6 separate regions of the Mus musculus genome follow, and regions 2, 3, 4, 5 and 6 are each linked to region 1. The links are chromatin contacts, called in public capture Hi-C and promoter capture Hi-C maps. All regions are on one chromosome and are shown on one strand. The core of a region is the stretch at or near the end of the contact, and the rest is flanking DNA. Distances in the headings are between cores, read along the strand shown. Region 1 holds the start of Cast (calpastatin). Region 2 holds the start of Rhobtb3 (Rho-related BTB domain containing 3). Region 3 holds the start of Glrx (glutaredoxin). Region 4 holds the start of Rfesd (Rieske (Fe-S) domain containing). Region 5 holds the start of Gpr150 (G protein-coupled receptor 150). Region 6 holds the start of Ttc37 (tetratricopeptide repeat domain 37).

The links. Promoter capture Hi-C pulls out the DNA fragments that hold promoters and counts their contacts. Capture Hi-C pulls out chosen DNA fragments and counts their contacts.
Region 2: a promoter capture Hi-C map of liver shows a contact between it and region 1, with 4 times the contacts expected there. The contact joins the promoter of Rhobtb3 here to the promoter of Cast in region 1. A contact is called at or near these places in 12 of 39 promoter capture datasets (the 3T3-L1 cell line, 3T3-L1-derived adipocytes, cranial neural crest and 7 more) and 2 of 9 other capture datasets (adipose tissue and liver).
Region 3: a capture Hi-C map of macrophages shows a contact between it and region 1, with 8 times the contacts expected there. The contact joins the promoter of Glrx here to the promoter of Cast in region 1. A contact is called at or near these places in 12 of 39 promoter capture datasets (the 3T3-L1 cell line, the C10 cell line, the HPC-7 cell line and 7 more), 7 of 115 datasets of contacts at active chromatin or transcription factors (the NIH/3T3 cell line, acute myeloid leukemia, cardiomyocytes and 4 more) and 4 of 9 other capture datasets (adipose tissue, liver, macrophages and 1 more).
Region 4: a promoter capture Hi-C map of liver shows a contact between it and region 1, with 4 times the contacts expected there. The contact joins the promoter of Rfesd here to the promoter of Cast in region 1. A contact is called at or near these places in 12 of 39 promoter capture datasets (the 3T3-L1 cell line, the C10 cell line, cranial neural crest and 7 more), 1 of 484 Hi-C or Micro-C datasets (CD4 T cells) and 3 of 9 other capture datasets (adipose tissue, liver and macrophages).
Region 5: a contact with region 1 is called in a promoter capture Hi-C map of liver, with 5 times the contacts expected there. The contact joins the promoter of Gpr150 here to the promoter of Cast in region 1. A contact is called at or near these places in 8 of 39 promoter capture datasets (the 3T3-L1 cell line, the C10 cell line, cranial neural crest and 5 more) and 2 of 9 other capture datasets (adipose tissue and liver).
Region 6: a promoter capture Hi-C map of adipose tissue shows a contact between it and region 1, with 5 times the contacts expected there. The contact joins the promoter of Ttc37 here to the promoter of Cast in region 1. A contact is called at or near these places in 10 of 39 promoter capture datasets (the 3T3-L1 cell line, 3T3-L1-derived adipocytes, the C10 cell line and 6 more), 1 of 484 Hi-C or Micro-C datasets (B cells), 1 of 115 datasets of contacts at active chromatin or transcription factors (large pre-B cells) and 2 of 9 other capture datasets (adipose tissue and liver).

What each region holds. Positions count from the first base shown.
Region 1 is chr13:74,805,919-74,809,543 of GRCm38.p6, forward strand. It overlaps Cast (calpastatin), which reads right to left and starts at 2,042. Exons shown (of 31, transcript NM_009817.4): 1 at 1,901-2,042. The coding sequence starts at 1,930.
Region 2 is chr13:75,942,226-75,945,763 of GRCm38.p6, forward strand. Rhobtb3 (Rho-related BTB domain containing 3) reads right to left here and starts at 1,599. Exons shown (of 12, transcript NM_028493.2): 1 at 1,306-1,599; 2 at 982-1,207. The coding sequence starts at 1,307.
Region 3 is chr13:75,838,099-75,841,473 of GRCm38.p6, forward strand. It overlaps Glrx (glutaredoxin), which reads left to right and starts at 1,788. Exons shown (of 3, transcript NM_053108.4): 1 at 1,788-2,077. The coding sequence starts at 1,871. It overlaps Gm41005 (a long non-coding RNA gene), which reads right to left and starts at 2,970. Exons shown (of 2, transcript XR_873685.2): 1 at 2,669-2,970.
Region 4 is chr13:76,016,825-76,020,527 of GRCm38.p6, forward strand. Rfesd (Rieske (Fe-S) domain containing) reads right to left here and starts at 1,738. Exons shown (of 4, transcript NM_178916.5): 1 at 697-1,738. It also overlaps the pseudogene Gm4165.
Region 5 is chr13:76,055,185-76,058,914 of GRCm38.p6, forward strand. It overlaps Gpr150 (G protein-coupled receptor 150), which reads right to left and starts at 1,812. Exons shown (of 1, transcript NM_175495.2): 1 at 1-1,812. The coding sequence starts at 1,640. The coding sequence ends at 357.
Region 6 is chr13:76,096,644-76,100,325 of GRCm38.p6, forward strand. Ttc37 (tetratricopeptide repeat domain 37) reads left to right here and starts at 2,091. Exons shown (of 44, transcript NM_001081352.2): 1 at 2,091-2,186; 2 at 2,728-2,797. Arsk (arylsulfatase K) reads right to left here and starts at 2,017. Exons shown (of 8, transcript NM_029847.4): 1 at 1,731-2,017. The coding sequence starts at 1,865.

The DNA.
Region 1 (3,625 bases), core at 792-3,291:
CCTAGGACAGAGCCAGTGAAGAACAATTCTACTAACATTAACTTGATTTCTTAAAATATTTTTGTTAATGCGACTGTTAAAAAAATTTTTTTAAAGCCCTTTGGGTCTCACAGTACATTTCTCCTGGGGAAAAGTCAAAGCTTGATCCCAGGCATGCTGAAAATTATAGAAAGTTAGCACCAAACAGAAATCTTAAATAATAATCCCCAAACTGGCTTATAATGGCTACTGCAGCAGAAACATCGAAGTGTCTAACATGGTTCAGAGGGTACTAAAAGCGAAGATTTAAGCTAGCGTCTAAGTAACCTGGCACAATTTCCTTTAGACAGTGCCAAGCTTGGACAGAGGAATCTGATGTTAGTTGAACATCTGCCACCCATATTTGCCGATAATTTAATGAGTGCATCTTGATAAGAATTCTGGAACAATCATGACTCAAAGCAAACCTTTGCTCTTAGCACATTAATAAAACTATATACAGGAAGAACAACAATATCAACCAACCAGAGCCCCCCCCCCCCAGCTCCCTAGGACTAAACCACCACCAAAGAGTACACATGGAGGGACCCAGGGCTCCAGCTGAATATGTAGCACACGACAGTCTTGTCTGGCATCAATGGGAGGAGAGGCCCTTGTTCCTGTAGAGGACGGATGCCCCAGTGTAGGGGAACCTTAGGGCTGTGAGGCAGGAGTGGGTGTGTGGGTGGTGGAGCTCCCTCATAGACGCAGGGGTGGGGGGATGGGATAGAGGGTTTGCAGAGGGGAAACCAGGAAGGGGGAATAACAGTTGAAATGTAAATAAATAAAATAATCAATAAAATATATAAAATAAATAAAACTATACATTTAAATAGCACAGAAAAGTGTGAGGAAGAACTTTCCCAAAGAAACATCACTGAAAACATGTATGTGGCATGTCATCTCCTGCTGAATCTAGTCCTTATGGAGACATCTGCTATTTTACAGATATGGAAACACATTTACAAAGACTGACACATTGAAATCATTGCCACTTGAGTTAAGAACTCTACAGTGCACCGGAAGGCTAGCACACCTAGATGATCAATCAGTCCTCGATGCCTACTTTCTAATTCTAACCCCAGGTTTCTAGTTGCAAAGATTATCTGGTTATTGCATCTTTTTTCCATACCACTTACTGGGAGGAAGGAAGATTTTGAAATTCTCGCCATAAATCAACTTATGACTCTCTGTAACCACAGGGTTTGTGAACTCTTTTGTTTTTGTTGGTTTTTTAAAAAAATGTAATGCTAAAACTATGCTTCCTGGTTTCAAAACATTACAAGTTCCAGCTTGATTGGGTATAACATACTTGGTAGGACAGACGTTCAGTGCACTAACCAAAAGGAACACGTTTGTCCTCTTATAAAGTTATATAGAGTAGTGAGCTATACTCATTTCTCTCTCCCCATCCCCCGCCCCTGAAAATTGATCAGTTGTTCCCTGATGGTTTTTTTTTTCTTTCCCATTCTCCACCCTCCTCTTTCGAGTTTGAAACTGCTTGACCATTCTTTTCTTTGTAAGTTTTTTATCTTTACTTAGCAGTTGAAAAACTAAACCTGGGCTACAGTGCCTCCCTCTTGTCTACCTATCCAGGTATGTGTTCCAAAGGGCGGAACTAAGGATTGCTGTCCATTCAATTTGGGAACGCGAGCTGAGCTTGGTGCAGCTCGCCGCCCAGACTGTACCGCCCAGAGCGCCCAGTCCGGATTACCACTGAAAGTAGAGCCTTCTGCTTCTGCCCGAGCTTAATCAGAAGTTCTTCAAGGAGGTCTCACCGGGTCCCTGCCCTTGACCCTCCAACTTCTGGACGTGGTTCCTCTACTTCCTAGAGGAGCGAGGTAAATACACTTCCTTCCCAGACCTTGCCCCTTCTATTTACCGTCTTGTACCACCAACTTGCGAATGCCATCGCGACAACCCTGACTTGCTCCGCTGGGAACCTCTCGAGAACGCAGAACGTGCACCACGATGACACTCTGCTTGGCTGGGACCCGGCTGACACCGCACAGGACACAGCTGCCGGGTGGGAGGGCACAAGGGGAAAGAGCGACAGGGCCCGCCCAAGCTAGCGTGGTCCCGCCCCATCCCAAAGCTAATTAGGAAAGAGGTGTGTGTCAGTTTTTCAGCTGCCACTCCCTAAATGGAGGGCTAGGGTTGGGGGCGCGGGGGTGACTTCACACGGAGGTCAGAACTCTTCTGCCCAGCCACAGGAGCCCACTCCGGAGGTCCCAAGTCAACTTTATTCTGCCTCCATGCCCATGCTCACTGCCTGGGTCTCACTAGCCCGCTTTGCTCCAGGAGTCCCTCCACCCAACTCCTGCCACTACCCAATTCGGAGAGCCTTTAGCCACCTGCTTGCCCGCAGGCATGGAGTTCTGATCTCTTTCCCACTCTGGAAGGTGCAAAGAGGGGCAACGCCCCGAGACTGCGGCGGGACACTCCAGGACTTAGGCCTTTTGCCGCTTGCCCCGCGGCTCAGTCTGGAGTACGACTCACCTCCTGGGTGTGGCGAGCTGCCGCGCCGCGACTGGGCCTGGGAGAGGCGGCAGGCTTCGGGCCGGGCTGGGACATTTTTCGGTGAAGCCGCTGCGGGCGCAGCTTCCGGGAAAACGCAGCGAAATTGTTTGCGGGGGGGAGGGAGGAGCGGGCAGCCACCTCGGGACAGGAGGAGCGGGACAGCTCAGTGAGGCAGCTTTTCCGACCCAGCCCTGAGCCCTCGCCCAGCTCAGTTAGGCCCTCCCCTTCCTGCCCTGGGCTCACTGCAGAGAGCCCAACTTCTCAGCAACCCAGAGCTGAATTCAACACTGTCTGCTCAGGGTTTGTAAAACAAGACCCTCCCCCAGACTAGCCCCCAAGCTGCAGGGTTCTCAGTGAATCGCAAATAGGGGAAGCTGGAGATTGCAGTTCCCGGGTGGAGTTGTCCAGACCAATCTAGTGATTGTGCAACCAGAGAGCTGGACTGGGGCGTGGCCTAGACCCCTTTTTCTAAGAATTTGAAGAATTAGACACTTCTTTGCAGTCTGTCACTAATTCAAATCTAGCCTAAATCTGAACTACAAATAAGAGAGAAGATCTTGAAAACAAATTGGTCTCTCAGTGTTCGTGTACTTGTGTGTGTGTTATATCCTGTGTTTGATTATTTATGTAGCCAATTCTGTAAATGTACTAAGGGTTTTCGAGCAGAAGCCTGCCTGCTCTAATGCAAATCAGCAGAGAATCACAGGTATTAAAGTCATCTTCCTTTCTGGAGCCTATGTTTCTGAGGTTGGGTTGGTTTTTGCCTTGGCTTCATTTTATGCAGTACTTCCTGTTTGGGGGCTGGAAGTGAAATTTAACAAACCTTTTGAGTGCTCATCCAAAGGGCCTGTCAGCCTACAGCTATTTATTGCTGGCTGGTGCCAGCCACAGAAAAGCCTGTGTCACCACAATAGCATTGCCATTTGTAGGCTTTGTCAACATGCTAGAGAGCTCGATTTTAGACAGTTGACAAGAAAGAAGCCACGTTGCATAACAAGATTTGCCATGCTATAAGGAGCTTGGATAAATAGAATTATGGTTGTCCAGTGTCCCTTCAATTTTAGGGATATGTCTCAACTTCTCACAA
Region 2 (3,538 bases), core at 349-2,848, 1.1 Mb after region 1:
AATTTTCTCTTTACTTTTTACACATTTCTATTCAAAAGTATGCTAGTTCTCCTTAGCTCTGGTAGTTTTCTTAAAAAAAAAACTGTCTTTTTAATGTAAAAATCTCACATAATTTGTACCTTTTTTAAGACCCAAAAGTTTAAACATTTATATATTATGTATATATAGTAATCTTTAGCTGAAAAATATATAACTACAATATCAGCAAGAAATCACAGATTTAAAATTAAATGAAGACACTTGAAATACATAGTGCTACTGTGTTATGAAGATATTTGTAAGTCAGGGAGCTGTCTTCTTTGTCCTTTTATCAAACACTTCAGAGTCAAGCTACTCAAGAGACAAGCTAAGACTTATTTTATTCAACTATCATAAACATGAAGATTTATTTAAGTTCTTAGTGGTATTTCCAATTTATTAACCACTAAAACAAAAGGCTAATATATGAGCATTAGCACTATTAAAAACTAGTCTTTTCAGAGGTTAATAATCAACAAATAAGCCATTTAAAATTAGTTCTCAAATCCCATTCTTTTTTCCCTTGTTCCCATACTATTTTTGACCTGTCCCTGTCTAGAGTATTTTTGCCTACGTTGAGCTGTAAAGGGCAGTATTTATAGAACACATCTCCCTATCCTCCACGAGGTGGACATGAAAACATGACTCTTGGCCAGTGGAACTTCGCGACCCTGTTTGGGGTTGGCACATTCAACTGTCAGCTGTCCATCCACTAAAGAACAAGTCTTGAAACACAGTAACGGCTCTATATTGCCCTGGGGCCATTTTACCTTACAGACGTGACTGGGCTGCCCCCACCACCTCCAAATTGTAACAAAGGATGGGATTTGCCAAAAAATGTAAAAACACAAAAACAAACTAAAAAAACTCTCCAGGCAATCAGGAAATTAAGAAACAAGGGGAGGAGGGATCCAAAAAGGCAAGCTCCTTCCTCCTGGGCACCGCGCAGCCACTGCCCCTTACCCAGACGGGACAGTCGTGCACCACCAGCTTGACGTTCCCGAACGCACTGGCCTGGTACTCAGTGAACACCGGGCGCGCGACCGTGCTGGCCGCGTTCAGCAACAAGCTACTCTCGTCCCCCGACACCAGCGGGCTTCTTCCCAGGTATGTGCGGATGAGCCCCGACGGCCGGTTGTCCTGGTGGAACGTGTCGCCCTCGTTCCCCAACGCCACGATGTGGATGGACCTGCGGGGCCGAGAGGGGCGCGGTGAGCGGGTGGGTACAGCCAGGGCGCGTGGCACGTCCCGGACCCAGACCGTGGCAGAACGGCGACGCGTACGTACATGATCGCGGCTGGCAGGGCGGCGCGGAGATGGCAGCGGGCGGCCTGGCGGGGGCCCGGGCGACGCTCTCACTGCAGTCAGCTCATCCCCGGCCGCGGCCCTCCCGCTCCTACGACGCGGCGCTACCGACGCAGAGGAGCGGGCCGGGAGTGAGCGGCCGGCCGGGCGCTGGCAGCGCTGCGGTCCCTGGTCGCCGCTCCTGGCCGCCGCGCCTCCGCCCGGGCTCCGCCTCCGCTCGGCGGGGCCGGAGGCCCGCACGTGTCGCCCCGAGAGTCCGGCGCGCGGGGGAGCTGGCTGCTGGCCGAGGCCGCGGGACACAAAGGAGCGGTGGGCGCGGGGACGACGCCGGAGCCCGGGAGCAGCTCGCCGCCAATCCGCCTGCAGCAAGTTTCCTCAACTCGGAAGGCTGAAACCTGAGCCGGGAGCGGGGGAGGGGCGGCCTGGCCCCCGCCGGGGACCAGAAGAGAGCCCAGCCAGGAGGCAGCCCCCTGCCCACCCCGCGGTCCCGTACCCACCCCAGCCTTCGCAGAAAGTGTGTTATCGTTTTGTCAATTTACAACATGCGCTTTGGCTGTTTTGTAAAATCGTACTTGTGAAGAAGGAAAAAAAAAAAAGGCAACATTCATGCAGCTGCAGAAAAGGTTCTTTGTTCACGCACCAATTAATTTGCGGGTGCCACTTTGGAAAGGTCATTTACTATTGCAAGCTATATTTGGCATATTTTAACCAAGATTGTGGAATTTGAAGTGTTGGGATTTTTAATGTGTGTGGTTTAAAAAAAAAAGAAAAAAAAAAAAAAGAAAGTTGTAGCAGTTTACTTGGATTTTTTTCAGTACACATTCCAGTTACATTATTTAATAATAGCTCACTGAAAAAGAAGGATCATGTTAATGTAAGGATATTTTAGATTCTTTCGTGATGACACACAGAAGTAAAGCTTGTGGAGGCCCCAAAAGGGCCTCAGACTACCTCCAGTATAAAACACCATGAGGACTGCTAATACTAGGACAGGCCAAAGGCTACTCTGGGGCTCCCTCATAAATATTAAAATTCTCACAAGCATCTCACACACAGTTAAGAGTTCTTGTTTATCTTTTTGATTATTTGCTCTGCTTTGAAATTGGGCTTGTTTTCTCTGTTAAGTGGACCTGTTTTGAGAACTAGATGTTTAAAAGGTCCTGGGAAGACTGAGGAAAACAAGAAGCTGGGAGATGGCCACAACTGTTTATTAGGAATCAGTATTGCTCAGCTGAGACAGAATTAGCTTCCTGTCCATAGACAGGGCAGGGCAGGGGGCGTTCTCTATGTAGTTTACTTAGTCCTCTCTGTTCTTTGAGATAGGTCTTCCCTCCTCAGCCTCCCAAATAGCTGTAATTAGAGTCACTAGTAAAGACAAAACCAAACAAAAACAAAACCAGCCCAGGCTATATCGTGAGCTCCAGAAGAGCCAGTTACATAGTGAGACCCAGTCCTAAATAAATAAATAAATAAATAAATAAATAAATAAATAAATTTTTTCCTTTGTGTCCAAGTACAATGTTTTGTAGTTTCTGGAAATAACCATCCTGAAAGATGCAAATGTGCAGAGTCACAGTTCCTCTTGGATCAAAAGAAAGTATACGGTCTCATCAGTCTAATGGCCCACCAGTCAAACACCATGACACTGAAGTGCATAAATAGATAAAGAATATAGCTTACTGTGAGACTACGCCGGGGCCTAGCAAACACAGAAGTGGATGCTCACAGTCAGCTATTGGATGGATCGCAGGGCCCCCAAAGGAAGAGCTAGAGAAAGTACCCAAGGAGCTAAAGGGATCTGCAACCCTATAGGTGGAACAACTTTATGAACTAACCAGTATCCTGGAGCTCTTGTCTCTAGCTGCATATGTATCAAAAGATGGCCTAGTCGGCCATCACTGCAAAGAGAGTCCCATTGGACTTGCAAACTTTATATGCCCCAGTACAGGGGAACACCAGGCCAAAAAGTGGGAATGGGTGGGTAGGGGAGTGGGAAGGGGTAGGGTATGGGGGACTTTTGGGATAGCATTGGAAATGTAAACGAGGAAAATACCTAATAAAAAATTAAAAAAAAGAATATAGCTTACGTAAATATGAACCTTTTTTTTGAGTTGTTTTCTCCTGTACTGCCTAGGCTGATCTAGAACCCTTGGGCTTACTAAGCAGTCTTCCTAGATCAAATTTCCAGAGCAGTTGAGACTATAGATGGTTAATG
Region 3 (3,375 bases), core at 538-3,037, 1.0 Mb after region 1:
GGTCCACATATTATTAAATATTAGATAAGGGCTCAGATATTAGTCTCAACTAATCTGAACTGCAGGACAGACAATAGAGTTCTCCTGTATCCAGGTACTATCATTTATAAGATTTCAGGTAAATATAGTAGACTGCAAATCAGATGTTGTAAAATTATAGAAACAGTATACTCAGACAAGGATCTTCATCTGTCTGGAGTTTGGAGTTAGGCATAAAGTGAGACTCCAAGCCCCACGTGACTCTATACAGGTCTCTTGGGAGGTCCCCACATTTCTGCACATGATAAATTCACACTGGTTCTAGGATGCTTAAGTAACTGAGGCATTTCAACAGGCAGAGAGAGATAAGGAGGTCAGATTGCAACAAAGAGGAGGTAAGGAAAACAGGAGTGGCAAATATTGAGACAGGGCAGAATGCAAGAGACCGAAGATCATGGTGGTTCTCAAAATGATCTTTGAGATAGATGAGAGAGTCAGATTGTTAGGAAAAGGAGGAAGGGAAAGACCAGACAAATGAGAAGGAGAGAAAGACTCTAAAGGAACAGCCTGAGCTGGGTGCTTATTCCCCAGGGTCATGTGAACAGCAAGAACCCTCAAGAGGTCCTTGAAACAGCTGGCATCAGAAGGTTGCCAGAAAGTTAAGACTCTAGCCCTAAACTTGTTCAGAATTGTGGGAAGCTATGGGCTGAGAGGTCTACAACCCTGCCATGGGCCAGCCACCTCAGCCATGCAGCCAGGCCGCTTCTCCGTTGGCAGAACTCTCTCTCCGCTTCTTCTGTGGCCCTGACTATTACCATCTGACTGTTATTTTGCCATTTGATGTGGGTAACAGTGAGAGTGACAAAGAAAGCAGCCCCCAGAAGTCAGTTTACTTCTCTTTGGTCACAATGTGCACCAGAGCCGTCACCAGGACATGACTGTAGTCTGACCTCCTGTAAGATACTCTGGTTCTACTGTGGAGCTGGTTGCTTGCTTGGAAAGGTGCTTCAGTCTGACAGGAGTTTTCTCTTCGACTTGCTTATCTACCTCAGCACCACCTCCCAAAGCACCTCAGCTCACTGTCAAAACAAGTCAGACAGGAAAAGATCCACATTCTGTCTGGAATCTCAGGTCAGGGGTTATGGGAGAATTTGTTTCTTACTGAACTGCTATTCAAAGGTCACCAGCCCTAAGGCTTTTGGAGTAAGAGAGACCTATTAAAAAGCTTAGCTTCACAGGTAGGCCCCGTGGCAAAGTTCAGTCACAAATCTACCCCACTGAAAAGGGCTCATTGTTCACCATGAACTCAGAGCATGGCACCCCACTTTTTAAAGACAGAGAGAAAGTACAGACAAGCACATTTTTACATGTCAAGAACCAAGTCCACTAATCACACAAGTACCCACCTTACAGGGCAAAGAAAGCATGCCGGTGCAACCCACAAGGCCCAATCACTATGCAGTCCCCACATCCTATGAAGAGCCAAAGCTTTCCTGAATGGTTGTGTTTTTATTTTTCAAAACAACCGTGTTTCCAAAAGAAGAGAGAGAGAGAATTTGTTCTAAGAGGACCTGGGGCCTCCTACCCAGAAACTGGTCTGCGCTGTCTCTGCTACCCTAGAGGGTGACTTAGTTCTGTTCTTGGGGAGGACACAAGACAGCCTGTTATAGCTTACACAGCCAGTGTGCAATGGTAGGCCTAGGAAGTACTGACTCATACCAAAATGAACTGACTTTGGGGCTGGCCCTTTAAAACTGAAGCATCCTACTTGGTAACTCCTCCTCCAAGGAGGTTCCTTATTAAATGAGAGCTGCTGGCTAAGCGCCGCTGCATTACCGGACCATTACTTTCAACTGCACGTTCCTCCCTGGAGAAGCTGCAGCCTGTCAGCATGGCTCAGGAGTTTGTGAACTGCAAGATCCAGTCTGGGAAGGTGGTCGTGTTCATCAAGCCCACCTGCCCCTACTGCAGAAAGACCCAAGAAATCCTCAGTCAACTGCCTTTCAAACAAGGTCTTCTGGAGTTTGTGGACATCACAGCCACTAACAACACCAGTGCGATTCAAGATTATTTACAACAGCTCACCGGAGCGAGAACAGTGAGTGTGTTTAAATGCTAAGGAAGCGCTGGGGTGTTGCTGTTTCCTTTCCAGAGCTTTGTAGACAGCTAGCTGTGCCTTTTCTAGGATGCCGTTGCCTGGGCTCTGTCCTTCAAAGCAGCCAGAGGACTTTGCAGGGTGTGGGGGAGGGACTCAAGGGAAGACACTGCTCAAATGAGTGGGCAGCAGGACTGCCTGGGAGGACCAGAAGGCAGAACGCTGGTTGGTGTGTGGATAGTGGGCCTGACAGCTGGGCTGGCGGCAGTTAAGTGTTTATCTGAAGGCTTTGTTTTAAGCACTATTTTGAACTGGCAGTGTTCTTCTGGCAAGGCAGGAGGCAGCTTCGAGGCTGGATGTGATCTCTAGCTTTTATGTTATGGATGGGGGCCATAGGCACTCTCTTCCCCCTGTTAGCATGTAGTGGGGTCTGCGGCCCTTCCTTTTCTTTGCACTAGGCTTTCTTTCTTTATCACCTAGTTTGTCCATTCTTACCTAGCCCCACCCACTAGAAAAGTAAATCCTGGACTCCATTTTTGCCTGTGCTGCCTTAATTGTAGGATATTTTCAGGTCTGGTTATCATGATAACTTACTGTATGATCTGATGGATTCTTGCCTTGGAGATCCATCCTCAGTGACGCAGGCTGCAAGATTAGAGGGAGCGCTTCAAAGTCCTGTTCCACAAATCCATATGCAGCTCTCTAAGAACACCTTCCTCCTCAGAAAAGGCTTTCTTTGTGCCTGGGCTGCTGCTGGAATGCCCAGCTCAACAGACTCCAGTGCTGGAAAGTGAGCTTGTTGTACAGTTAACTGGAGTGTTGGGGACAAAGCCGAGGCAGCCCCAACAAGCCAAGAACCTTGGCCACCTGCCTCCAATACCAACTAAAGTGACGCGTGACAGTGAAAAGCAGAGGAAAGAAACTTCCTCAGTGAGGCTTCATTGGGAAGCTGAAAAAATACAGATGTCCATGGATGCCCAAGTCCATAAAATGTATGGTGTGTGTGTCTGTGTACCCTTGTTTACACAACAGCCCAGTGGTTAATGTTGGATGACTTATTTAATCACTCTCAGCCTTACTTTGGTGAGACACCGTCCTTCACTGAATCTGGAGTTCACAGGCTGGGATGGACTGGACTAGCTAGCAGCCAGAACGCCCCTGGGATCTTCCTATCTAGATCTCCCCAGCTTGTGATTTGCACCCAACTTTTTTCTGTGGATTCTGGGGGATCAAACTAAGGTCCTCACTCTCATGCATAAGCACTTACTGATGAGTTACTAGCCGAGCCATCTCCCTTCTTA
Region 4 (3,703 bases), core at 488-2,987, 1.2 Mb after region 1:
GACTAAACCACCAACCAAAGAGTACACATGGAGGAACCCATGGCTCCAGCAGCATAAGTAACAGAGGACGGCCTTGTTGAACATCAATGGGAGGAGAGGCCCTTAGTCCTGTGCAGGCTCGATGCCCCAGTGTAGGGGAATGCCGGGGCTGGGAAGCAAGAGTAGGTGGGTTGGTGAACAGTGGGAGGGGGTTTTCAGAAGGTAAACCACGAAAGGGGATAACATTTGAAATTTAAATAAAGAAAATATCTAATAAAAAAGAAATCTCTTGAAGAACAAGAAGGAGAAGGAGAAGCAGCACTGATACTTTCCAGGGAAGCTAATGAACGTCACGTTGAGTTATGAATCCTGCTGCTGTAGTCTTCCTACTAGGAAAAAAATAATGCCTTGGCTCTCCCTCCAAAATCACTGTTTTTAAAGTGCTATAGTGCTGGAGAACATAATTTTTAATACAGTTTTTGACAAAAAAAAATAAAAATAAAAAATGTTCTGTTCTACCATTGTCTTTAAAAATAAAAACTGTTTTGTTGTTCGTAGATCCCTAAAATTAGATTTCTTAAAGTGAGAATTCCATATAAAACTATTTGTTTTAGATAAGTGGATGGCCCCGACAGTTTTAAACACCTTTCTAATGTAGATAATTCATTCAAGTATAAAGTCACTGAAGACAAAAGACATGAAATTAAAGGTACTCACACTCATGTGTCACTCCTCTTGAGCAATGACTCAGGGACTCTTAGAGTGGGGACCTGGCCCACAAATTATCACAGTGCTTATCTCCAGGGTGACACCCTGGCTTTTAGGCTCAGGGAAGGGAAATGCTTTAGTCAGTAGCAGTTTGATGATAATAAATACATTTGACTAGCTACATTTCACTACCGCTTGGACACTTTGCGTGTAAATGTTCATTACTCCTCACAAAATTAAATATCTGTAAGCTCATATGTTGCTTGGTGTAACTTTCGTGTCACTAGCAGCCAGCGATTTATAAAAGAAAAGAAACAAAAAACAAAAAACATGTGGCCTGAAAGAAAATCATCTTGAAAGTCACAAAAACCGTTCGGCAAAAACGTATAGAGAGTTTTATATTCGCAGTGCACACATGTATCGGAAAAGATGGTTCTGAATGTTTATGTAGGAATGCTAATGTACAAGATTGTCTTCACAAATATCTAAAGTAAAACACTTGCCCAATTTAATGAAGCCGTGCAGCTGAGCGAATTACTGCCAATGTCTGGTATTAAAGATGACAAGGCGTTTCACCAGCGTCTGAATCCCGGACTGCTTCCTAAGAGGCCTGTATCATAGGGTGTGCAGAGGACAACCACGTTAAGGCACCTCTACTCTATACAGCTGGGTGCAACCGCAGGAAGCGCAGCAAGGCTGGTAGCCACCCCCATGGCTTTAGCAGTTCTCAAACCAGTTTTATTTGCTAAGAAGACAGGCCGCAGCTGCTAGATTGAGCGGCGCTAGGGACAGCACGGCAACCAGCAGTCGTCCCGACGGCCATCCCAGGAGAATATTTGGGGTGCGTGGGACGTCAGAAGGATTCGCTTTCATAGTTTATGGCACAAGTGCGGAAAAGCCTATTTAAATGGCTGCAGGTCCCGGCTGTGGCCCAACTGTCAAGGCGAACAGTTCACTGAGGCTCTTGCCAATGCCAGTCCACGAGGGTCCAAACGCTCCCTGCTCAGACACCCGAGGACTCGGAACCGCTGCCAGCGGACGCAGGAAGTGCAGGCCCGGGCGGTGTCCGACCGGAAGCAGCAGCGTGCCAGAAATCTCCGCCCCGCTCCCCTCACCCAATTCCCGCACCGCGAGAACCTAACTTACTGTGCTGGGGTCCTCGCCCCGCCCTCAACACCCAGCTCCCGCAGCCCCTGCGTCCTGCGCCTGCGCGACGCGAGTTTGTGAGGAGGCGGGGCAGGGGTCACGTGCTAGGAAGTACTGGCTCCCCTCCCGTCCCTCCATCAGGCTGCTGTCCTGTTTGTGGAATTTTTCTAGCTCTTGTGGGATATGAGTAGGTGCATCATTTTCTTTCTCTTTTCTTTTTTCAAAGAACGATAATCGGACTCACTCTAAATTTATCCAAATTTTAAATGCACTCAGCAATCTCATCCCTAAGCGAAATAATACCTAGAACATGGGAAAACTTTACAGCCATATACTGTATACCCAAAGGTCCAATTCCATACACTACACCATACAGGCTCCCATGTGTAATATGCTCTCTTTAACACAAATAACTCATTGCTTGAGATACAAATAGGTTAAGTATTTGTGTATACCAAAGCTTTTAAAAATTACTAGATTTAAGGGGAGATGGTGTGTTTTCACTTTCAATTTCTCTTTCAGTGTTACATTAAGAGCAACACAATAAGAACTCCCCATACTTATGCTCAGAGGTGCAAGCTAAATGAGTCTTACTGGTTTGCAAGCATTCTCTGTAAACTGGCACGTGGCAAGCTCTTATAGAGCCCACAACCCGGGCTGAAGTTGATCACTTGAACCCAAGTGTTGGGCAGCACAGACACCCTGCTTTAAAAAAAGAAAAAAGAAAAAAGAGGCCAGCAAGATGATTCATGGAGTAAGGGTGCTTGTAAACGGGACAGCCTGAGTTGTAGCCCAGAGCTCATTTAATGATGTAGGAACTGACTTAACAAACTATGCTGTAGCATGCATGTCCCTGCTCACACAGAATAATAAGGATTTTTTAAAATTAATGATCCTTTGATTCAATAGCTCATAATCTTGGCTAGGCTTTAGATCTGCCTAGGAATTAAAACAAACAAAACCAAAAAACAATAACAAAGCAACTTTGCCCAGTATACCAGATCAATGAAGTAAAAATCTTAGAAAGGATTCAATATATATTTTTGTTTTTTAATTTCTGAAAGCTTTTCATTTTTTCCCTCCCAGAAAGACCAACTGCAATCAGAGGGAGTGAAAGGTCAAGATTTTATTCATAACAAAATCAGCTTAGAACTGGATCACTTGGCCCTTTCTCTTCTTGTCGCCTCACAATTCAAAATGCTCACATCTCTTAATAGCCAGCATCCTCTTAGATCTGCAGTTGGGCTCAATGCACTCCAGTCTCAGCACAATCTTCTTTGTAGAAGCCTTTTTGCGGAAAATAGGCTTAGTTTGTCCACCATAGTCACTTTGTTTCCTGTCATAACGCTGCTTACAAAGAATCCTTGTCCTTCTTGTACTGTGTCACCTTGTGGGGTTGGTCCTTTCCATATTTCTTACAGAATATCTGGTGGACCCTAGGCATGTTCATCATGTTCACAGGATCACTAACTTCCAAAATTATTACACTGTGAATCCAAAATTGGACGTTGAAATCTGTATTTAACATACTAACACAGTGATTTCAGTGCCCCAAAGGACTGGGGACCTGAGACTCAGGGGTCTTGTTCACTTATCCTGGTGTGTTGCATACATTTTTTTTCTTTCAAGACAAAGTTTTGCTGTGTTATCCAGGTTGATCTCAGACTTGTGAGCTCAAATGATTCTCTCAAATCACCCTCCAAGTTTTCTCAAGTCACAGCACTCACAGGTGTGTGCCATCATATCTGGCTTATCCAAATATTTACAAAATGAGCCCCAACAAGTAAAACACAGAGAAGTCCAGAATAATAGCTCAGTGTTAGTTTCCTTCATACTATTCTGTTCACTATATAGTTTTAGGATAACCAGT
Region 5 (3,730 bases), core at 562-3,061, 1.2 Mb after region 1:
ATGAATTGTCTAATCTAGAACGTAGTGGGAGTATAAAAGAGAATCGCAAAAACATTGACTCTGGAACTCAGTTTTTTGTTTTGGTTTTTTTTTTTGTTTGTTTGTTTGTTTTACAACTTTCCAAGAGTTTGGTCTCCTCAAAATGGGCGTTATGAGAGGAACCAGAGGGAAGAAAACTAACGGGAAGTGAAAATCATGCCCTTACTAGAAGGAAATAACTGTCGCATACAGGATGCGGGCCGCTTCAGTAGTTCCTGCAGACAGTTCCACTCTTGGTGACTTAGGCAGATCACTTACACCCTCCGTTGTCTGAAGGCTGTGCTACAGTGGCCAAGGACCTGTCCGTTCAGCAGTTCCTAGAAGGCACTTTCACAGGAGCAGGGCGGCGGTCTGGGGCGTGGCGGGGGTGGGCGCAGGCAGCCCTGGTTCCGCTCCTCCCGCCGGGCATGGTGATAATGAGGGTGGGGCCAGCGATGGCGGTGGAGTGCCTGGTGGTCCCCAGCCCATTCGCTGATATCGGCTTCTTCCTCCCGCACGCAGCACAGAACTCCTAGGCGCCTCCGCAGCCTCCGCCAGAGACGGCAGTCGCCCGCCTGGAAGAAAAGGTAGATCAAAGGGTTGATGGCGCTGTTGGCCACCTCTAGGACGCGCATCGCCGCCACCAGGCTCTCTCTCTCCCAGTCACCCGCGGGCTTCGATGACCAGGCGGCTGCCAAGCGAGCGGCGAAGTAGGGCAGGTCGCAGCCCACGAAGAGCAGTGCCAGCGCCAGGCTCATTTTCAAGCTTTGCACCTTGGCTTGGGGCAACGCGCTGGGCAAGGAGGCTCTGGCCATACTGGGCGACCAGGGCATCCTAGCCACCGGAGCCTGAGACCCACGCTGCCACCAGACACACAGCAGGTGGCCGCAAGAGAAGCCTAAGAGAGCGACCGGCGCCGCGAAGCCCACGATAGCTTCATAGAGCGCGTAGACCTGCAGGTGCCAGCGCGGCAGGGGCGCGAAGATGCCCCTGCAGCAATGCTTCCCTGGCCAGGCATTGGCGGTTGAAGATGGAGGAGCATCCCAGCGCACCACGAAGGTCGGAGGCAGCGCCAGTAGCAGAGCCAGCAGCCAGCTCAGGGCAGCCAGGGCACGTGCTGGCAACTGAGGGCCCTGAGGAATGCGCACCGCGAGCTGGCGCTCCAAGGCAATGAGCGCCACCAGGTGGGCGGAGGCGCCCCGCCCCGATGCCTGCAGCAGATGGGAAAGGCGACAAGCCAAGTCGCCCAGAGCCGGTCTCGGGTCGCCCAGCAGCTCCCAAGCCAGCTGCGACAATGCTGTTCCTCCACTTGCGTACAGGTCAGCCGCTGCTAGCTGCACAAGCAGGAAGTCCATCTTGCGACGCTTGGGACCCGGCCAGGGTCCGCTGCTACCGCCGCACAGGCGGCAGAGCACAGTGGTGTTGCCAGCTACCGCGGCCACCAGGATGATCCCCAAGAAGACCAGATGGATCCGGTGGCTGGGTGGCCCGCGTGGAGGCGAATGCGGTCCTGGGACAGAGGCTCCTTGCTCAGAAGTCAGGTTGAGACTCCAGCTTGGCTGAGTGGGTACAGAAAGGTTGGATGCGGGATTCAGAATTGCGAGGCTGAAAGGATCTTCCATCCTTAATCCGGAGGAAAGAGAGATACCGCTTAAAAGGCCAAAGTCTATGAGAGGTGGCGCGGGCCACACCGCTGGGTCTCGGCGATTTCCCAAAGTTAGTTGAAAAAGCACACACACCCAGGGTGAGATGGATACGCGTGGATTTGCGCTTAGTTGTTTGTATAGGTTGTTCTTGGTATTTGTCACTCAAATGTGGGTTGTATATTCGAGGAACACACATGATCCCTATTCTCCACCTTCTCCGCTTTTCGCTTCCTCCCCCTCCCCACTGCCCCCCCCCCCATCCCAGCAGAGCATCTTTCTAATCCACACAGCCGCCTCCCTCAGTGGCATCCGTGGACCTCTAGGCTCTGGAAATCTTGCCCTGTGACATATAGCCAGAAAGAAAGTTGTGCATGTGACCACTGCAAAGGCTAACTAATGTTAACTCAGAATCAATTATGAGATAGATAGTTCCTCGGCTGAGATAGTATCCCCACCCCCAACAATTAATTGTGTGATTGCTAACAGGAAAAATTACAAATGCTACTTTTGATAAAAAAAAAAAGAAAAGAATTTTTTTTTTTGTAATGCCATACGTCTGCGCTAGCTTGAGAAATACAAGGACACAAGAAACCAAGCAGGGTTCCTCTATTTCTCCACTTCCGACCCTGCTGGGCCAGCAGTCTACCACAGAACTACAACCAGTCCTAAATAGTAGTAATAGCTTTTTGAGCAGAGTCATTAGGTGAGCCTTTGATAGGGGTATACCTTCCTCTGCCTGCAGTGCTAGGACTTTAATCCGGAGAGAACTATGGGCCCTCCCTTTGCCTGGCAATTAGGAACAGAGAGGTCTGCAGATGCTTTCCAGTACTCTCTTTACTAGCATCAGGGGATGGCAGCCGCTCTCTCCTCTCAGTGATGCAAAACTCATTTTGTCAGTCTGAAGACAGTACTACCAGATTTTTATACAAATGGTGGTTCATGGATTGAGTCCTTCCTAGTATTTTCTTCTAGTGATGGATGTGTCACGCGGGCTTCTCTGTCTCCTGATTCTGTTTTCCAGCAGATGGGAGGTTGCTGGGAGGGACTACGCCTCCAATAAGCCCAGAGAAAAGGTGACTAAGAAAACCATACAGCAGCCAATTTTTAAAAAAGAAATCCAGTTCACAGGAAATGGTTTAGATTTAATGCTGCCACTTTTAGCCTCATTTCACAAACAATTCACTTTTCCCGTTGGAAGCATCAGTTTGTGCATCCATCAAATTAATCATGGTGAAAGTAAAATTTCTTGTACTTCCTGGTCTTGGGCCAGGGAGGAATGGGTGTCTGTTGCTTCCCAAGCTGTGGGAATGTTTGCAACCTACAGATGCATGAATTAGGGGGACTTGGTAGGATTCGTACCACCCTGCTGGTTGCTGTAGAAATCTCATTTTCCTAAGGTCTATCATTTTGGCTGGAGACATGTGTCGTTTTTCATTATCTATCCAGATCCTCATATTGGTCCTGATACATGGCAGATATCAATCAGTCAATATATGTCCAGTTGATGAATTAGTACCAATTTAAGGCATATCAGATAACTTTGAGCAAAGTTCTGGTCCTGACTATAAATGTATCACATAAGATGCTTTTCATGCCTTTGGTGCCAGTATCATCTAGAAGAGCCCAGTAGGGTCTGAGGGTGTGTGGATGCTGATGTCTCTCTTTGCTGGAACATGAAGGAAGAGGAACAGTGGCTACAATGAAGAGTTTCTTGGTACCGTGTGCTCCAGTCTTTCATTTCTGAGCAGCACCTGGCAACCCATGACTGCCTTACCAAACGTTAGTTCAATTATTTCTCAAAGTAATTCCACAGTTTGTTGGAATATTCTCATAAATAATATACCAAGATTCTACCACTGAAAGTTTATTCCATCGAACTTTAGAAAGACTTGATAAAATATTGATTTTAAAAAAATAGTTGTTTTCCAGGGTAAATGGCAACCACTGCTGCTTGGGTTGCCAGAATCAGTTGTGGCCTTGCAAAACCCATAGGACAAGCTGGTCCTGGCCTTCTCCCCCATGTCCTCCTCCTCCTCCTCCTATTTTAAAAAATATTACCTTTAATC
Region 6 (3,682 bases), core at 841-3,340, 1.3 Mb after region 1:
TATTATTCCCAGGAGCACCCTTAGCCTTCACCCTGGGCTCATTTAAAACTGAGGCAATTACGAACATGCTGTCTGTCTCTACATAGCTGCTTTCTTTGGACATTTCGTATAAATGGATTCATATAAAATATAGTCTGTCATCATTTATTTTGAGGACATAGTTTTCTAGGTCCAGTCACACTGTAACAAGCATGAGTTTTGGATTTCTTTTCTGGTTGCTGAATAATACTACCAAATTCCATCTATACACTTACCAGTACATGGCTATCTAGGTTGTTTTAACTTCTCATCTTCTAGAATAATCCTGTCATGTAGAAGCTTTGGTGCAGACTATGTTTTCATTTCTCTTGGACACAAACACAAGCATACATATCTAGGAATAGAATTGCTGCATTGCATAGTAACTCTATAGTTAGTCACTGTAAAAACTGTCAAATGGTTTTCCAAGGTGGCCACACCACTTTACAAAGCATCTCAACAGCCGTGTATGAGGTTTCTAATTCCTCCATATTCTCATTAACTCTGGTTATTGTTTATGGTGTGTGTGTGTGTGTGTGTGTGTGTGTGTACTAAAGAACTGACATATTAACTGTAAAAAACAACAGGCCAAGCACAACAGTTTCATACTCTGATCATATTTACCTCCACATTCCCTCCTCCCCACCCTTGGCTCTTCCCATATCATCTCACATGACTTCCTCCTATTTTTATGCCTTTTGATTCTGGCTATCCTTATGGGGATCAATTGGTTTGAGCTACATTTCCCTAATGATTAATGAATCTAAGCTTCTTATGATGGGCTTATTGGCTATCTGTGTATATTCTGTGTAGGAATGTCTTTTCAAATCCTTGGCTCATTTTAAATTGCCTAAACCAAGATTATGACAATTTACACTTCCATTGTCTTGAAGGAGTTTTATAGCCTTAGCTTTTACATTTAAATCATTGACTAACTTTTGTTTTTACACATGGTGGAAGGCAGGACCCAATTTTGTTCCTTTCCATGTATATATTTACTTTTCCAGCACTACTTGTTTATAAGACTATTTCTGGACTCTTAATTCTACTCTACTGGTCTGAATATTTATTGTTCTGCATGTAAAGTACTATTGTGGCTATTGTAGCTTTACCATTAGTTTTGAAATTAAAAGCTTTTTTTTTTTTTTTTTAAATCAGTCTTCTTTTTCATGTTTTTTTCCCCTTCCCAATTCGAGGTCCTTTCACTTTCCATATGAATTTAAATCAAATTTAAGGTGATGCATACACAAATAACTTCTTTAAATCAGTGCTAACACAAGTATAGAATGTCTAGATTAGTGGTTCTCAGCCTTTCTATGCTGCAACAGTTTAATACAGTTCCTCATATTATGGTGACTCTCCCAACCATACGATTATTTTTGTTGTCACTTCATAACTGTAATTTTGTTAGGTATGAGTTGTAATGTAAATATCTGATATTTCCGATGGTCTTAGGTGACTTCTGCAAAAGGTGACTCGACCTCTCCCAAGGGATCGAGAGCCACAGGTTGAGAATTGCTGGTCTAGTGAATAAAGTTCAAGGAGCAAAGCCCAGGAGTTAGAGACTGGCTTCTTTCTACTACTTTATTAGTATGCACATGCGTGCTTGCAGGTGTGCGCATGCGGGACCTCTCAACCCCAGGGTCCTGTTCCCTGTGATGTTTCTCCACAGGCTCTGGGCGGTGTCTGCTCCCCGTCCTTTGGGTACTTACGAAGGAGTCACTGGCGACCAGCACCACGTTGGGCGCCTGGTTCACTTGCATCCTTTTCTTCTGTGTTCTGGGGGCCGGTGCTGCGAGTGCTAACGCTGCGACCACCGACACCAACAGCAACAGCATCGCGGGCATGGCCGTTCAGAAGCGGCTGCTGAGCGGGTCTCCTGTAGCCTGCTCTCCAGTCATGAGCAGGGGCCGGACTCTAGGGACAAGACTAGAAGTTTGGCTTACAAATACAGAAGTAAATATGAGCGGCACCTAGAAACTACACCTCCCATCAGGCCAAGGGCAGGCGCATGCGCAAAAACCAATCGCGCTCAGCCCATGTGAAGACCGTTTTAATCAAATTTCGAGCTAATGATAGCTCTGCCAGTTCCTCTCACTCAAGCGATGTCTGGGGAAGCGCGCATGCGTTGTTCAGACTTGTACTTTGTGGCAGTCCCACATGCCCAGGTGGGTTCTGATCGCTTCGGTTTTGGCAGAAGTTGAAATCTAAAGGCAGTAGAAGTGGTATTTAGGGGGAGAAAATACTGAGCATGAGCGTGATGTTACGGGCTGTCTTCCTTTTGTGCGGGGCTGAATGTTCGCTGACAAAGTGAACTTGGCGGTGATGAGGTGGCAGTGATTCTGTCACTTGAATTGGATTGGGTTGTGCCTATATGGGACTTTAGGCTAGGTCACCTCGTGTGTGGTCTGGGTAGTGGTGTGGATTTCTGCTGCGTTCCGGAACCCTAGTCAGGAAGCCCCCCTCATCGTATTTCCTCCGTTTGCCGACCTGTAAGGATTATGCTCATGTGGGTTGAAGAGCGGGCCTAATAAGTTTCAGGTTCCAGATACGGAACAGCTTGGCTGTTCTTTGTCTTTGGAGTAGCAATAGGGACCGGTTCTAAAAGGTACAGATGTGGACTGTGTGAAGTGTGCGGTTAATTGATGTATGCTCGGAGTAACATTGTTGGGTATAGAATAATCAGCTGTTCCTTTTTTTGATTGCTAGATTCCTTTGGAGAATTCTGGAAGAAGCACGTTTCTATTTTCAAGTCAAATTATTCACTGATAAGTTTCAGGTATATATAATTGTACATTACACCACTTGTGTTGATTTTCTGGCAGGAAAAGGAGGAGTAATGCTATTTATTTAAAATCTCAACTCTCATATCTGGCAGCCTTGTGTACAGATTAATTGTAATAAAACACCTTACACATCTAATACAGAGCGGTATGTGTTTAGTGTCTGTTAAGCTTTACTGTATATTTACTGTGTAGCATGCTTTACGTGGAATGTACTCCTTAATCTTCACTTAGACTACTTTACAGATGCGAAAACAGAGAGGTTAAATAACTTTTCAATAGCTTATCTAAGTAGATTACCTCCTAAACAGGGCACACTCCCCAGAATTGTGTTGAGTAAATTTGGAATGTAGGACATACTTTACAGAAACAATATCAACTGGTGCTTAGTTTTATAAAAATTACATTTGGTATTCTTTTTTTTTTTTTTTTTTTGCATAGTAATGATTCGTTGAACACAGATGATCCTTGAAGGCTCTGTTTCTGCAGGCCCTTGTTCTGAGGACAGAGCACATCCTTTTCTTCTTTCTGTAATTGCGGTGTCAGTGAGAGCAGGCGCTGTAGCAGGTTGGTGGAATAGGTATTTTAGGGACGCAGTTTCAAAGGGCTGCTAGAACCTAAGAGGTTTCTAGTACTTTTCATCAGACACGAAGTGGGGCATATAAAGGTCCTCCCTGCTAGCTTGTCCAGCCCATACTTCACCTTCCCTGGTGGGAAAACTTCCACTGAGCAGCTCGTTCTATACTCGTGGAGGTTTAAGTATTAAAAGTTCTGATTTAGAGCTGAAGACAGTCTTCTGCTTTTAGCTACTCATTAATTCATTGTGCTTTGATATTACACTGATAAAAGCCTGCCTTCCTGTTTCTTCTCCAATAGTAGTC